Regions from separate parts of the Mus musculus genome. Here region 1 is linked to region 2. The links are chromatin contacts, called in public promoter capture Hi-C maps. All regions are on one chromosome and are shown on one strand. The core of a region is the stretch at or near the end of the contact, and the rest is flanking DNA. Distances in the headings are between cores, read along the strand shown.

What was found. Promoter capture Hi-C pulls out the DNA fragments that hold promoters and counts their contacts.
Region 1: a promoter capture Hi-C map of pre-B cells shows a contact between it and region 2. The contact joins the promoter of Nabp1 here to the promoter of Wdr75 in region 2. A contact is called at or near these places in 2 of 39 promoter capture datasets (the HPC-7 cell line and pre-B cells) and 1 of 484 Hi-C or Micro-C datasets (pre-B cells).

The regions. Positions count from the first base shown.
Region 1 is chr1:51,476,706-51,482,693 of GRCm38.p6, reverse strand. It overlaps Nabp1 (nucleic acid binding protein 1), which reads left to right and starts at 4,295. Exons shown (of 6, transcript NM_028696.3): 1 at 4,295-4,869; 2 at 5,078-5,216. The coding sequence starts at 4,779.
Region 2 is chr1:45,790,700-45,796,432 of GRCm38.p6, reverse strand. It overlaps Wdr75 (WD repeat domain 75), which reads right to left and starts at 1,267. Exons shown (of 21, transcript NM_028599.3): 1 at 829-1,267. The coding sequence starts at 911.

The DNA.
Region 1 (5,988 bases), core at 3,046-5,545, 5.7 Mb before region 2:
GGACCACCACTGCTCAGTTTTATTTTTTTCATCTACAAAATAAAAGGTTTTCAGTCCCCACTTCTTTGGGATTGAAGGCCATCAGAGGATATACAATCTCACAGAGTAAGAACTACTGAATTCTTGGCCAAGGAGACAGCCATTATTGAACTAGCTGGACCACAGCCTATAAGCCACTTTAACAAATTCCCTTTTTAATGTCAATTCTGTTCATCCAGAGAACCTTAATACAGAGCACCGACTCTTCATGGTGATGTGTGGGTGTCTATGTGCATGTGTGAACTTCACAGTGCCCCCAAATAAGAGCTGGGTATCCACTTTTTATTGTAGTGAAGTCAGAATTTGGTGATCTTGACCTTGTTTTTCCTTTTGTGCAGTCTTGATACATAGCTGAGGCTGTCCTTGCATTTGTGCCTAAGCTTCCCAAGTGCTGGAGATTACAGGTCTTGGCCAACAAACCAGCTTGTAAATGGAATTTTAGGACAGTCCTGAAACCTAGTCAACATGTGTCTGGTGTGAGGATAGAGACTGATGCTTCTTTTAAATTTTTTTTTTAATCGTTTTGGTATGGCTTGTTAAGCAGCAGAACTCTGAGATCCTCCCCACTGAGTTTTTACATTATTTTATGTATTTGCTTGTACATTCAGTTTTACAAAGGACACCAGGAAAATGTTAAACAGTAGCAACTCTTGGAAACATCCAGATTAAGCATTCTCACAGTTCTGTAAAACTGTGACCTTGTGGGAGCTCCAACTGTGACCTTGTGGAAGCTCCAACTGTGACCTTGTGGAAGCTCCAACTGTGACCTTGTGGAAGCTCCGACTGTGACCTTGTGGAAGCTCCAACTGTGACCTTGTGGAAGCTCCAACTGTGACCTTGTGGAAGCTCCAACTGTGACCTTGTGGAAGCTCCGACCTATCCAGGCTCTTTAGACATACGACTTGGAGCATTGTCTACAACATCCTTTAAGTATGAAAATCATGATATATATACTTGAACCAATAATATGTTATTTGTTTCCATATAGTTCTGTTGGGCAATATACTTTTGCTTTTTTCCATAAATAGCAAATTCAGGAAACTATTGAGAGGTAAGATATACTGAAAACATAGAACATAGAACATAAAAGCCAAAACTGTTTCAGAACATAGACGCCAAAGCTGCCTACCTCATTATTACAGAGTAATATGCTTTGAATTAATCTACTTAACAATGAGTTTCTTTCCAAGAGGAACTAAAATTTCATTATCCTCTAGAATATTTCACTGACCTCCAGCCCCAAGCAGGCATTGGGGATTATTCTGAATTACAAATCCTTCAAAAAAGTCAATTACAAATTTAGATAACTAGTGATTTACACATTTTATATTCTTTTAAAGAAAAAGTTTTATAAGCATAAGGGTTTAAAGCTCAGATTTTTTGGGGGGGGGGGTGTCACGAAACATGTATCATTGAGAGAGCTACTGAATCTAATTGTGAGGAGTGTTCAGAGCCAGATATGTAGTAGATGCTTAATGCATGCCAGCATATACTCTAGGGAATGGTTACATGAGTATAGCAAGTTTTTATCTTTTTATTTTTAATTTTTATGAGTACTGGTATTTTGTCAGCATGTATGTTTATGTACCACAAATATGTATTGCCTGCCTGTGTATGCTGGGAATCAAACCCAGGGCCTGCTCGGGGAGAGCAGCCAATGTTTTTAACCATGAACCATCTCTCCAGCCTCAGCAAAAGTCTAATATATATATTTATTTATTTTTTTCTGTGAGATGGTTCCCTTTTGTAGCCTTGGCTGGGCTGGAACTCACTGTGTAGACCATTTAGCAATTGATCTGCCTTTGCCTCTAGTGCTGCCTTAAGAGCTTGGACCATCACACCCATAGTTGATTTTATCCTTAATCAACTATAATCTTTGAGAAGTGACTTAGGAGTTGCTGAAACCTATGCTCTCCATTGAACTGTGTGTTCTTGTTGCAGTTTCTCAAGGCTGCCTGTGGGTTTGTGAGAAAGTGGTGCCATTTTTATTGTGGGAGCTCTGTGCTAGGGGAGGAAGTGAGAGGATCAGCTGAGTCTGTCTTGGGTGGAGGGAGGGCCAGGAAGGGCAGGGACAGAGGGACAGCCCTGTGCAGTAGCTTCTGCTTTTTAGAGTGCCTGCTTCTCTCTTCTCTTCTCTTCTCTTCTCTCTCTCTCTCTCTCTCTCTCTCTCTCTCTCCTCCCTCTCTTGGCATGCAAGTGTGTTCTATTGAACATAGTTTTTTTTTTTTCATACCATATATTCTGATTATATCCCAACTCCTCCCAGATCCTCCCTTCCCATCTAAATTCACTTTCTCAGTTAGAAAATAAACAGGAATCTAAAAAATTATAATAAAACAAACAAAACATAAGGAAAAAAAAGCACAAGAATCAGATGGACACTGTGACACTCTTTCAAACACACAGAAATAGTACAAAACCAGAAACCATAATATACAATCAGTAAGGACCAGTCAAAACAGTCCCAACGAGACGTTAGGAGACAAAGAACCTCCCAAAATGTCACTGAGTTGTTTTTGTAGCCCAGGTGAAACTGTTAGAACTAATATTCATTTGTGAGCCGTTAATCAGTTGGAGATGTCTTCTGGTTTGGGGATAGGGTGCATGAGTCTGTCTACCTCTCCTCTCAGTGTTGGTCAGCCCCGAGAACCCACCTAGGGCACACCCCTACAGGGCCTGGTCTCTTAGTGTTTGGGACCTCTTTAAGGAATGTGTATATAAATAATTCTGAGCATCCCTCTTAGTCCTTTTTATGAGGGCAAATGGTTGAGAATTCAGGGAGTGGCTAGGTCCCCCACCCCACCCCACCCCACCCAGATCCCTGGCCACAACTTTGCTCTATTATATTGTTTGTTTTTCAAGGCAAGGTTTCTGTGTAGCTCAGGCTGACCTTGAACTCACAGATTGCCTGAGATTCCTGAATGGTGGGATTAAAGGTGTGCTTCACCTCTAGGCTGCTCAATGTTCTTAACATGGCTTGTTATTTATTCTTAAACTTTTCTCTATGCTGTTTCTCGGTATTATCCTTAAAAAGAAAAAGAAGTGTGTTTTTGATATATACATTTTCTATTTTCCACAGTATTTGCTTATATGATTCTCTAACATGCTAGAATATACTCTGCTGTTCCCATTTCTTCAATCTGTTTTGGAGGGTTACAATCATACTACTTAAACATAAAATACTTCTGGTTGAAGCCTCCTAGGGTCAAGATTGCCTAAATTGAAATCCAGTTTGGTTATTCTCTAGTGAGTTTTATTACTTGTAAACGGGGGTTAAAATTATCACTCACCATGAGATTAAATAACAGGTAATTATTTTCAATAGAAAATTGATGAAAAGAAATACTGATCACAGATCTATTTGCGACTGTACTTGGGCAATTTATTTATGACCCCATTTTATCCTCTATGAGGCAAGGATCCTAGTTTTATTGTTCAGATTGTTAAATTCTGGCTAGGAAGCTTAACCAACTAATTTCAAGGTCACACAATTAGCCTCCAGCTTGTTTGGTGGCAAAGCACAACCCTCCCTTTCAGGTTTTGTTTTAAGGTTCCCCTTCACCAGTGTATGGTTAACTCATCTTAGTTATATAAAAGCCAAGTGCAATTTAAAGAAAAGGGTTAAGGAAAAAATGAAATATCTGTGGAACTTAACTATGTATGGCTATTATCAGCATGAAAAGAGGTTTATTTACAAGTTACTTTTAAAAAGACCACCTCGTGTTTCTGGATCCCAATTTAAACACCTCTAAAGTACGAAGGTTGATCGCCAAGTTGCCTGCGACTGGGAACCACTCTCTTGGAAGCCTCGGACACCTTTAGTTCGCCCTTTTTTCTCTCTCCTTGATCCTGCTCGATCACTCTCTCCGTTCCTTCTCAACTGCATACTTGCTCTAACCACGGGGTTCGGAACATCTGAGTTCCACGTGATCGCGGGACTGAAGGGCAAAGGTGGCCTTACTGAAGGATCCTGAGGAATTAGAAGAAGCCAGGTCTCCCTCGGAGCACCAAAAGACCCAGCCCTACAGAAACCCGGAAGACGTGGAGCGACCAGCGGGAGGAGGGTGTGGCCGAGAGACCATTGGTCGGCCGGGAGGCGGTGCTTGTGCTGACAGTAGGGGAGGATCCAGGGAAGCTGCGAGCTCAGTGGCGCTGTGTTCCGCCCCAGAGGCGTGCTAGTGGGCGTGGTGACGTCGCGTGACGCCACAAGGGGCGGGGCGCGGCTTAATAAAGCCGGCCTGAGGGAGCGTTCGCCAGTTGCTGCTTGGGACGCGGGCTGCGCGGTTGGTGAACAGCCTTGCCGTTTTGCTGTCACGTACCTTCCCTGAGCCTGGGACGGAGGGGGCGCGCGCGTGTGCGTGTGTTGTGTGAGGGACAGCGGGACTCGGGCAGGGCCGTCTCCTGATCCCTTTTCCCTTAGCGGAGGCGGCAGTGCGCACGCTGGTTTGCTCGCCGCCCACTTGGGAGCGGGCTCAGGGTGCGGAGTGCGTCTTCGGTTTTGTTTTTTGGTTTTTTGTTTTTTTTGAACTTGTGAGAGTCTTTTTCCCCTCCCTTTTCCATTTTTATTTTCTTTTGGCTCCGTGCCTCTAGGGCTGGTTTACCCGGCCCCTGAATTACCGCTTCCTGACCCCGGTCGCCAATCTTGCCCCAGGTTGCTCCCCGGCTCTGCCCCTGCCCCTCCCCGAGGGTGGGAAGCCTTGCCTAGTGGGTCTCTGAAGCGTAGCCGCACCTGCCTCAGTATGCACGGGGTCAACGACCCTCCACTTTTTATAAAAGACATTAAGGCCGGACTGAAAAACTTAAATGTCGTCTTTATTGTCCTGGAGATAGGTAAGTGAGGTCCGCAGCCCGCCCCACACCCTCGAGAGCTCGGACCTCTTCCCCGCCCGCGACCCCACGTGCTCCTGGCCCAGAATCCTACCCGGGGACAGAAGTCAGTCACGTAGCGAGCCAGAGGAGGGTGAAAGAGCTCCCTCGAATGAACTCCTTATCTAACACACCTTTCCTTCTCCCCTTTTTGATTTTTAAATCTTCACAGGACGAGTGACCAAAACCAAAGACGGCCATGAAGTGAGATCCTGCAAAGTAGCTGATAGAACGGGAAGCATCACTATTTCTGTGTGGGATGAGATCGGAGGGCTCATACAGACAGGGGATATTATTCGGTTGACCAGAGGGTAGGTGTGCATAAATTGGGGTAGGTGTGGGTTTGGCCGACTTCGGGGTTCTGAAGTTGTTTGGCTCTTCCATGGGCCACTTCAAGAAGGGAGCTGTTTTAGTGGACCTCACTGGGAGCAGCTCACCTTCACAGCTAATTTGTTTTAGGTAGGGATTTAACTCCCCTCCAATTTTAAAGGTTAATTTTATTTTTGAGAATACCGTGTGGAAGTCAGTGAGCATTTATCAGTGAGGCTGATAAAAGATCACATTACCCTTTCCACCCTTTCTTGGAGACTGGGTTTTTCTGTGTAGCCCTGGTTGTCCTGGAACAATTCTATAGACTAGTCTGTCCTCGAACTCACAGAGATATACCTGGAAATCAGTTCTGTGTGCCACACCAGTTGGACACATTTCCTTTTTAATCAGTTCGTGTATGAAGTATAATGTCTTCCACCCCTTTCCTTTTTTGGTACCTTTTTTTGTACTCAATACTCATCGTTGTGATATGGACATGAATGAATATCTGGAATACTCATTCTTGAAAATGATTTCATCTGTAAGATCAGAGTTTCACAAAACCCAAAATAATACACAGTGGCAGAAGTTAATCTTTGATTCATTCAGAGTATTTAGTTGGTTATGGAGTTGGAATACTTTTTTTCATAGACTTGAAAATCTTACCAAATGTTGGCCTTAAGAAAAGTTCAGGAAAGAATCTTAAAAGTAGAATATGGAAGCTTCTGTGATTGGGAGAATTGTAATAATTTTATTGGTAGCCATCAGAAAAAT
Region 2 (5,733 bases), core at 18-2,517:
GAGAGAGAGAGAGAGAGAGAGGGAGAGAGAGAGAGAGAGAGAGAGAAAGAGAGAGAGAGCTGGAGCAGTACAGGAGACATCCCTGTGCAGAGAGCTGATAATGGATTAGGCTTTTGAACCTTTCAAGCCTGCCCCATTGGCACACCTCCTCCAAGGAGGGTCTGCTTCCTAATCCTTCAGGAATAATTGCTCCTCTTGGGGATCAAGCATTCAAACAACTGAGCCTAAGTATCTCTACATTCAGAGTGCTCTGAAAAACTAGCCCTACTACACACCTCTTCTAGATGATACAACGTGGCAGCAACAATGCCAGCTGACAAGCAGCGAACTGAAAGCCACTATTGTAAAAGTTGTGTGCATATAGACACTTTCTCCTACAGATCTAACATCTGTTTTTATGTAAAACTCAAAAAAAAAAAAAAGGAAAAAAGGAGCCTGGTAATTATGATGTTTTTCTGCGGGAAAAAGGCTGAATCATTAATGATTTTGAAGTCCAAAACGTTCCACACGTGAACATTAGTCTGCATGGTCAGACCGGTGCACATACGGAGAGAGTGACCATTTTCCAACCGAGCGGCTCCTAGTCCCTTGTAGACACCTGACCTGCCCCTGTAACCGCCAACCTTCCCGCAGGTGGAGTCCTGGGTGCAAGGCACACAGACACAGCAGCAAAGCCGGGCGGCTCCGGGGAGCTCCGGGTCGGTCCATGCGCTGCGCGGCGCCGCGGACTCCAGCCTCGCAGTCCGACCGTGGGCCGCGCCGCGCCGGGCACTCCCCTCCCCGGCCCGCGGTGCCCGGAGCCCTGTTGACCCGCAGCCTACTGCATACTTGGAATCCACGGAGAACACGGCCCTCCTGAAGTTCAGCCGGCTGCCGCCGCAGCGAACCACGCGGACTCCCTCTTCTACCATCTTCACGCAGGCGCAGGAAGCACCGAGCACCGGCCGGATTACGAACTTCCTTCATAGGCCGACTGGCCTGGCCCTACTCTTCCGCCCGCGGCCCGCCTGGGCCTCTCTAGCCTGGAGACTCTATGGTCGGCTCCACGCCTACGCCGCCATCTTTAGTTTGGGCAGGGTCAAATTAAAACCCTTGTAGAAGGAGTAAAGCCCAACAGCCACGCACAAAGTTAAATCATACCAGATGCCGCTACAGCTATTCGATACAGAAGAGAGTTTTCTCTTCGGCCTCTTTTACCGGACTCTAAAGGTTCCGCCAGAAGCGGAAGTGAACATCCTTTCTCCTACTGAAGCCGTTGCCTTTTCTGTCACTGTGATTGAGCGACAGCAAGATGACGCAGTCACCCTACTCCTATCCCACCCCCCTCCGTTGCCTTTTTTTGGGAGGGGGCGGGGTTCAAAGAGCGTCTTCTTGCAATGGTAACTGAAGTGGGGCGCTTTAGCTCTTTATGGCGGTTCTATGAGCATCGCTAAGTTCCTGTAGCATCTACGCCACACTTGCCAATGCAGTTTCGACTCCAGAATAAAAGTACACCTTGGTGTCAGGGCTCCTGCAGTGATGTCCGGTTTGCTCCAGTTGTTCAGTTCCTGTTGTTCAGAAGCCCTGACTTCTGAGGATGTTGATTCTTTTTTTTTTTTTTTTTTAGGTATTTATTTCAGTTACATTTCCAATGCTATCCCAAAAGTCCCCCACACGCTCCCCCACCCACTCCCCCACCCTCCCACTCCCACTTCTTGGCCCTGCCGTTCCCCTGTACTGAGGCAGATAAAGTTTGCGTGTCCAATGGGCCTCTCTTTCCACTGATGGCCGACTAGGCCATCTTCTGATACATATGCAGCTAGAGCTCCGGGAGGTACTGGTTAGTTCATATTGTTGTTCCACCTATAGGGTTGCAGATCCCTTTAGCTCCTTGGTTACTTTCTCTAGCTCCTCCATTGGGGGCCCTGTGATCCATCCAGTAGCTGACTGTGAGCATCCACTTCTGAGGATGTTGATTCTTAACACTTTGTGTTTTGTATTCGAGGTTGCTGCATATCTGTGTTGAACCGTTCGTTTGTCAATATTTTCCATTGTGCTGGCTCTTAACGACCCCTAAGGAAGGGCATCTGATATCTTAACCCTAACAGGAGCAGATTCTTGATACATTTGAAATTCACCATAACTTTATGCTGATTCATAGCAGGAAAAATATAATCCTAAGGGTCAAAACATCTATAGATCTTTAGGCAGGAGAGAGAGAGAGAGAGAGAGAGAGAGAGAGAGAGAGAGAGAGAGAGAGAGAGAGACGATTAGTTTTTGTTGGGTTCATAGTTTGGGGAGACAGAGCTAGACAGGAAGATACTGATTCTGTTTTTATCTCAAATTTAAAGAGTTTCTTTTTCATAATTATGGTATGCTTTTTCATAGTGGAAGAACATAGTGAGCTTAACCCCCCATCCCACCCTAGACTCTTGATGTCTAAGTAATACATCCTTTAAACTTGGAAACTTTGAGATCGGATATATGCTTATTATATTCTGAGACAATGAAGAAAATAAATGATCAAACTAGTTTTTACTTCAGTTGTTTTACTGTTTGGTGAACTTCGTTTAAATTAAGAAAGAATGAGGCTTTCTGATTGGACAAAGGCTAGTTGGACTACTAAACTCGTGAAAGGATTCTTTCCATGCAAAAATTTAATCTACTAACATTTCCAATAAAATTATAATTTGTGTTTTTATTTCTTTTTGCATGAACATTTAGGAACCAAATTTTCTCTTGACAGCTTAATATTTATCATTTCCTCCTCCTCCTCCTCCTCTTCCTCTTCCTCTTCATCCTTCTCTTCATCCTCCTTTGCATAGAACAGGAACACTGTTGGTGCTAGTGCACTGGTTGAGTAATGTCTTCTTATACTTTGATTTTTCTGTTTTGTCATTGTATTAGTCAGGGTTCTCTAGAGTCACAGAACTTATGGGTAGTCTCTATATAGTAAGGGAATTTGTTGATGACTTATAGTCTGTAGTCCAACTCCCCAACAATGGTCAGCAGCAGCAGTGAATGAAAGTCCAAGAATCTATCAGTTGCTCAGTTCCACAAGGCACACAGGGGAAGAAGAGAGAATTTTCCTTCTTCCAATGTCCTTATGTAGGTCTCCAGCAGAAGGTGTGACCCAGATTAAAGGTGTGTACCACCACACCTGGATCTGCAACTTGCTTTGTCGCATGCTGACCTTGAACTCACAGATTTCCTTGCCTCAGTCTCCTGGGATTAAAGGCCTGTACTACCTTGCCTGGGGCAAAGTTTTTCCACAGCCACTATGCCTTAAGATTTTCCATGCCAAGATCCACGTCAGAAACTTGTATCTCCCAGCCTCAAGATCAGGATCACAGATGAGCCTTCCAATTCTGGTTTGTAGTTCATTCCAGATATAGTCAAGTTGACAGCCAGGAATAGCCTTTAACTAAAGACGAACATATTAAAGTAACTCTGTGATGTATATGCTAGTGCTAGATACAAGTGGGGAAACATTTCAATAAATGTCTGTCTTTCTAGAAGACACCTAGCATAGCACGGTTGGGAAGTTGATACAAAATATAAAGGTGTGAGTAGTGTGTTGGGTACACTCTATTATGAATGATGCTATTTCAGACTTAATAATGGGAGCAGTTACTTCAAAAGAAAATCAACCCAAAGAGGCCAACCTACAGAATCTTCAAGGAACTGGGGTGCTTCATAGTACCAGTCACAGATTAAGAGACCCGCCCTTCTTCTCTGTAAGATATATTTTCAGAAAAGCTAATATGAGGATAATTCTAACTGTCATTATTACAACATGTTTAAGTATCATCTGTGTAGTATAGTAGCAGTCGCAAGTATGTATTTTCAATTCTAGACCTTATGGCCATGTGTTTTTATAATTACTTGTCAGTTTTGTTTTAGGTGACAGAAGAGAATCCCCCAGTTTTCATCTTCTTTTATTTAGTTTATTCTCTGTGTTAACTGGGCATGGTGGCTCACGCCTTTAATCCCAGCACTTGGGAGGCAGAGGCAGGCAGATTTCTGAGTTCGAGGCCAGCCTGGTCTACAAAGTGAGTTCCAGGACAGCCAGGGCTACAGAGAAATCCTGTCTCAAAAAACAAACAAACAAACGAAAACAAATCAGCTTTCACAGTGATGAATAAAATGTATAAATTATAACAAAATAAATATTTTATAAGAGAGCATCTAACTCATAACATTCATATTACAATAGTTAAATGTTATAGGGCTTTTATTTATTTATTTATTTTTATTACATATTTTCTTCAATTACATTTCCAATGCTATCCCAAAAGTCCCCAATACCCCCCCCCCCACTTCCCTACCCACTCATTCCCATTTTTTTTTTTTTTTTTTTTTTTGTTTTTGGCCCTGGCGTTCCCCTGTACTGGGCATATACAGTTTGCGAGTCCAATAGGCCTCTCTTTCCAGTGATGGCCGGCTAGGCCATCTTTTGATACATATGCAGCTAGAGTCAAGAGCTCCGGGGTACTGGTTAGTTCATAATGTTGATCCACCTATAGGGTTGCAGATCCCTTTAGCTCCTTGGGTACTTTCTCTAGCTCCTCCATTGGGAGCCCTGTGATCCATCCATTAGCTGACTGTGAGAATCAACTTCTGTGTTTGCTAGGCCCCAGCATAGTCTCACAAGAGACAGCTACATCTGGGTCCTTTCGATAAAATCTTGCTAGTGTATGCAATGGTGTCAGCGTTTGGAAGCTGATTATGGGGTGATTCCCTGGATATGGCAGTCTCTACATGATCCATCCTTTCATCTCAGCTCCAAACTTTGTCTCTGTAACTCCTTCCATGGGTGTTTTGTTCCCAATTCTAAGGAAGGGCATAGTGTCCACACTTCAGTCTTCATTCTTCTTGAGTTTCATGTGTTTAGCAAATTGTATCTTATATCTTGGGTATCCTAGGTTTTGGGCTAATATCCACTTATCAGTGAGTACATATTGTGTGAGTTCCTTTGTGATTGTGTTACCTCACTCAGGATGATGCCCTCCAGGTCCATCCATTTGCCTAGGAATTTCATAAATTCATTCTTTTTAATAGCTGAGTAGTACTCCATTGTGTAGATGTACCACATTTTCTGTATCCATTCCTCTGTTGAGGGGCATCTGGGTTCTTTCCAGCTTCTGGCTGTTATAAATAAGGCTGCTATGAACATAGTGGAGCATGTGTCCTTCTTACCAGTTGGGGCATCTTCTGGATATATGCCCAGGAGAGGTATTGCTGGATCTTCCGGTAGTACTATGTCCAATTTTCTGAGGAACCGCCAGACTGATTTCCAGAGTGGTTGTACAAGCTTGCAATCCCACCAACAATGGAGGAGTGTTCCTCTTTCTCCACATCCACGCCAGCATCTGCTGTCACCTGAATTTTTGATCTTAGCCATTCTGACTGGTGTGAGGTGGAATCTCAGGGTTGTTTTGATTTGCATTTCCCTGATGATTAAGGATGTTGAACATTTTTTCAGGTGCTTCTCTGCCATTCGGTATTCCTCAGGTGAGAATTCTTTGTTCAGTTCTGAGCCCCATTTTTTAATGGGGTTATTTGATTTTCTGAAGTCCACCTTCTTGAGTTCTTTATATATGTTGGATATTAGTCCCCTATCTGATTTAGGATAGGTAAAGACCCTTTCCCAATCTGTTGGTGGTCTTTTTGTCTTATTGACGGTGTCTTTTGTCTTGCAGAAGCTTTGGAGTTTCATGAGGTCCCATTTGTCAATTCTCGATCTTACAGCAC